Linked DNA regions of Macaca mulatta: region 1 is linked to region 2. A link is a contact called in public Hi-C data. All regions are on one chromosome and are shown on one strand. The core of a region is the stretch at or near the end of the contact, and the rest is flanking DNA. Distances in the headings are between cores, read along the strand shown.

What was found. A called contact is a pair of places that touch in the nucleus more often than the background predicts.
Region 1: a contact with region 2 is called in a Hi-C map of fetal cortex germinal zone, with 4 times the contacts expected there. The contact joins the promoter of FICD here to the promoter of PWP1 in region 2. A contact is called at or near these places in 2 of 14 Hi-C or Micro-C datasets (fetal cortex germinal zone and fetal cortical plate).

What each region holds. Positions count from the first base shown.
Region 1 is chr11:115,644,717-115,647,416 of T2T-MMU8v2.0, reverse strand. It overlaps FICD (FIC domain protein adenylyltransferase), which reads right to left and starts at 1,436. Exons shown (of 3, transcript XM_001095158.5): 1 at 1,202-1,436. All of the region lies in intron 1 of LOC107001006 (a long non-coding RNA gene), which reads left to right.
Region 2 is chr11:114,882,926-114,885,625 of T2T-MMU8v2.0, reverse strand. It overlaps PWP1 (PWP1 homolog, endonuclein), which reads right to left and starts at 1,312. Exons shown (of 14, transcript XM_077954853.1): 1 at 1,125-1,312. The coding sequence starts at 1,196.

The DNA.
Region 1 (2,700 bases), core at 187-2,686, 760 kb before region 2:
GAGGTTCAGAGAGGTGAAGTCCCTTGCCCAAAGTCTCGCCGGGAGCAAGTGACAGCCTTAGGACCTGGAACTCAGGAACCCCACGGCTCTAACGTGTTCCCCCTTTCCATACATCCCTGTGGCTTCTGACTACAGACACTGGATTTGTGGACATATGTCAAACATTTGGGACACAAATGACTGACAGGCACACATGCAGATCAGCCACAGCACTTCTGACACCCAATCTTTGATAAGCACAACTGTTGGGTGGCCTCATTTATTGCCCTCACCTTGATATTCAGCCACAGCTCCCACAGTGCCCTTCCCCTCTCTGGCCTTCCGTTTCTGGCCTGTCCAGAAGGGACCCCACCAGGAGGAGGAGCAGTTCGAGCATCTCGAAAGGAACTCAGGCTGTGGGCCACAGTGCTTGGCCTCAGTGACAACAGGGCTTGTATGTACTTGGGGCTGGCAGTGGAAGTGGAGGGGGGCCAGGTATGCAAACACTATGCTAACAATAAGCACTTATTAAGCAACTATGGTGTGCTAGGTGCTGAGCTGTGTACTGGCCACACATTGCCTCATTTCACCCTCATGCCACCCTATGAAAGAAGAGCTACCCCTAGCTCTATTTTACAGACAAGGGAAACCAAGGCACAGAGAGCATAAGTTAAATTCCAGAAGGCCCACAAGAGGTAAACAGAGGCATCCGGAAGGAAACACCAGGGCCTCTGAGCCCGGTCCCCGGGTCTCAACTTCTACCTTATTACTAAGCAGGGCCTGTGCACCTGCTCTGGGCTGGTACTGACCCGGGAATGACTGATGGATCGGGGGTTCGGAGTCTTATGTGGAGCCTGGCCCTTTGCCACAGAACATGAGAAATGGCTTGCGATGAGCTTTAACGGGTGCGCCTGGAGTGCTGCGCGGGTCCAGGGGTGGCTTCCCGAGGGGACAGGCTCCTGGACGGGGCGGTACAGGCAAGGGGCAGTTCGCCGGTGCCAGGGGTGTGTGCGGGGAAGGAATGCGTTCCAGGAGGCGCGAATCTCTCCCCCACACTTCCCAAGAAAAGGAGAACTGAGGCCGGGAGAGGAGAGGGGACCGGTCCAAGTCCCCTCCAGGACTGCAGAGCCTCCCCTTCCCGAACCCCGCCCAGAGCTCGCGGCCCCGCCGCACCCTTCCCGGCTCCGTCCTCTCGAGCCCCTCGGGCTTGCCCCCTTCTCACCGCGCGCGGCTGTCAGAACCCCAACCGCCTTCCCCGCGCTCCCAGCTCCGAGGCCGCCGGCTCCCGGGTCCTCCTTCTCCGCCGGCCTCTGGCCCCGCCCTCGGCGACTCGCCATTGAACCGCCCGCAGCCCTCGTCTCGGCGGATTGGCTTTCTCCACTTGTCCTTCCCTCGCATTTCCGGGTTCCCGCGTCCGCCTCGGCTTCCCCGGGAAAGACGCGCCGTGGGCCACTCCCATTGGTTGTCGCTTGCGTTTGTCCCGTTCATGTAGCAGCCAATAAGCAGCGGGAGGGGCGGAGCCTAGGCCACAGACGGGAGGAGCAGGTGCTGGAAACCCGACGCGCGTGGGGATTTGCGGCACGCTAGGTGGCTGGCCCGGAAATTCTAAGTTCCACGGCGGTGCCTTCCTCGGGTCTCCTCGTCCCGGATCCGCTGTCGTGTGCCTCATTTTTCCCTGGCGTGAAATGAAGAAGCAGATGCTTTCCACCCCTTCACCCTGTTAGCCTCCTTGACTGCGCAGCCCCTGTTCTTAGCCTCCACCCCGTGCTGCTGAATTTGCCGCCGCCTTCTAATTTTCTCTTTCCCTCTCTGTGTCTTTTCCTCCCTGACTTAAACAACTTTTGTTTTCTTTTAAAATACAGGATCTCGTTATGTCGCCCAGGCTGGAGTGCAGTGGAGCAATTGCAGCTCACTGCAGCCTCCACCTCCTGGGCTCAAGCAATCCTCCCACCTCAGCCTCCCAAGTAGCTGGGACTACAAGTGCGTGCCACCACGCCCGGCGAGTTTTCTTTTTCTTTTCTTTTCTTTTTTTTTTTTCTTGAGACGGAGTCACTCTGTTGCCCAGGCTGGAGGGAAGTGGCGCGATCTCGGCCCACTGCAACCTCCGCCTCCGGGGTTCAAGCGATCTCCTGCCTCAGTCTCCCGAGTAGCTGGGATTACAGGCGCACATCATCACGCCCGGCTAATTTTTGTATTTTTAGTAGAGACGGAGTTTCACCATGTTGGCCAGGCTGGTCTCGAACTCCTGACCTCAGAAGATTTGCCTGCCTCATCCTCCCAAAGTGCTGGGATTACAGGCGTGAGGCACCGCGCCCGACCTATTTCTGATTTTTTATTTTCTTTAGAGACAGGGTCTGGCTATGTCACCAGGGTTGGTCTCAAACTCTTGACCTCAAGCTCTTCCTCCACCTTGGCTTCCCAAAGCGCTAAGATTACAGGCATGAGCCACCCCCTCGGTCCTCCCTGACTTTTTAATTTGTATCCTCTCCAGAAGGATCTGGCTAGTTCTTTTGGCTTCCCATAGAGAAATTTTTTCCTTGAAGCAGAGAATGGAAACCTCCATCTTAATCCACAAATACTGAAATTAAACATCTAGGGAGGTGCCCCAGAAACACTAAGTATTTAGAAATCAGCAGTTCAGATTCTGGGGAGTCAGAGAGACCTGAGCTCAAATTCAGACTTTGCCATTTACTCTCTGTGTCACCGTGGGCATGTTACTCC
Region 2 (2,700 bases), core at 63-2,562:
ATCAGTATTTTTTTAACCTCCCCAAGTGTGAGATTTTCAATGCGTAGACTCTCTTGGAAATCACTGTCTTCAAGTATTTGAAAGGCTATGTCTCTTTTTAATAACTGTTTCCTCCAACAATTTTTTGTGAGATAATTTTCCGTCCCTATTCTATAAATATACACCGAGTGCCTACCATCAACCAAACCCTGGAGAAACCGTGGTAAATAAAACACAGTCTGTGCCCAGGTGGAATTTACAACTACTGGGACTACTCCCATCCCTCATTCCTGTTAACTCCATGTCCAAGCCAATCACATTCCTATCACCATCATTATTATCTTGGTCAATTACATTCAAATCAAGCCCTTTTACTGTTTGGTTGCACTTACTCCCACTGACATACTATATGTGCACATGTCGACTCCATAAACGCAGGGACTTTTTCTGTTTTGTTTATGCCTATCCCAGGACCCTGAACAATGCCTGGCCTACAGAAAGCTCTTAGTATCCAATGAGTGAATTAAGTAATCTTCACCTCTGCTACAGTCTTAGTCTTCAACTCCTGTAGGTTTTTCAGTGTTACATTTACCTCTCATCCTCACTGCCACCATCAACATCTCACCTGGATTACTGCAAGAAATTCCCAATTCATCCCCCAGCCTCACGACATCTTAGTCTCCACACCTGTTTTTCTACACCACACTCATCCTCACTCCTTCAGACACGGAGCACAGGAGTGGAAAGTGGAGTTTTCATGCTCTCTTCCCACTTACGCTTGAAAATGCATTTGGGTGCTAGTGAAGCTGCGGTGTGGTCAAAAAGCCTTTGGGGGGTATTACCAAAACAGCAGCTTACGCCTTTCCGGCCCGCTACGTCCACGTGCTTGCGAATTTGGGGATGGGGATGGGGCTGGGCTTGAGGGTGGGAACAGTGAGGAGGCGCGGCCCCTGACTCCCCAGGCTCAGGCGAACCAGACTCTCTGAACCGCAGCTCTAATCGCGACAATCGGGGCAAAGCCGCCCTCACCCCAGCCAGTCGCACCAGCCAACTCCCCAAGTTCTGGGTCCACGTTCCCCTAGCCGGGCAGACCCGCAGTGCAGTAAAGACGCTGCTCCCCTTGTCTCCCAGCGACCAGGCCTCACCTTGTCTGGTGTCTCTTTGGCCACGCCGCAGCGGACCCAGGCCACGCACGTCACCTGGCGGCTGCGGTTCATGATCCTTAGGTCAAGGGCGTGTCAGGCTAGAAACCCGGCCGCAGCGGGCGGGACCACAGCCTCGCTGCGGCCACACGCTCTTGTCTCCGCACAGGGTCGCTGCCAGGGCAGAGCGCATGCGCGGGCTCCTTCTCGGGCAGCGTTGGCGCTCGTTTTGACGTCATTTTGAGGCGCCGAATGGGAAATGGGAGGGGACAGAATGGAAGCGGAAGCAGCCGGGCGAGGAATCCACGTGGGCTGGGCTGGGCTGGGCTGGGCTGGGCTGTGTTGAGTATCGAGAAAAGGCTTTTCAGTACTGCATGTGACGATGCCTGCGGGCTTTGTAACGGCCAAGAAAATATTTGGGACTGTAGGGGTCAGTCAGAAGCTAAGTTCCACCAGTCTTTATTTTGCTTGCAGTTCCGTAGACTTCAAGCTGACAAATGGCAGAGGTTTGTGGTTTGCGTTTTTTAAAGCTTTCTCCAAAATGAATTTGTCGTTTCATGGAGATCCCACCATTACATTCCTAAATGTTACTTTCTCACTTTAAAACATTGAGCACCAATTATATACTAAGTATGCGGTAGTGATTTAGTATTGGCAAACACAAAGTGCTTGCTTATGTTGAAGTCGCTCTTTTGAGTGCGGTATATTCACGTGATTACTTACCCCTTTGTGGGAGGTCCTATTTCCCTTTTACACCTGGGAAAACAGGGAAAACAGCGATCCTTCCCAAGGTCACACTGCTAGTAAGTGGTGCAGCTGGGATATGAACCCAGGCAGTGTGACTCCCTTGTATTTATGTCACGCTTCTCAGCTAAGATCAGTCATCAGTTAGAACTTGTGAGTGGCTGGACGACTGTAGAATGGAAAATCTCAAACTAGCATCCCAGAAAAAGCTGGGTTTTGATCTCTTTTTCTTGGCTATGTGTCTCTGTACTGGTCATTTACCCTCAATGCATCTACCTCTGAGAGAGGCAAGCAAAAGACACAGGAAGGTGGCTGCTATGGGGAAACAGTGGCAAGGATAAACTGGCAGTACACATGATCTTCCCCAGTCGCATTGTCAAACGGGAGGTGTCCACCTGTGGGCTCTATTCGGGGACCTTTTTGCAACACATTTATCTTTATATACAATATTTTACTTGGTTCTCACAACACTTTGTTTTAAAGATGAAGTTACAATCCCCAGTAGTCAAATACTTTCCTACTCAGATCACACACTCAGGAGCTGATACAACTACGAGTTCTGTCACCAGCTCTACTCAGCCTAGTGTCCTTGGCAATCTCCCAGCCTAAGGAGAGACCCTCCCAGGAGTAAATTGCTCATTGTTTGTGTAGGCAGATTTGTTCATTAAGGCTTCTCCCCCTGCTCTGTTTCTGTAAGATGATTCTTCTGTAGTTTCTTTGCTTTTAATCCATTTTAGAAAGATCATATGGCAGATAATATTTTTCAAGGATGGCTGCAACAATATAGTCCTTCACACATGTTTACCTGCAATGTGATCTTGATATTCCTGCATCA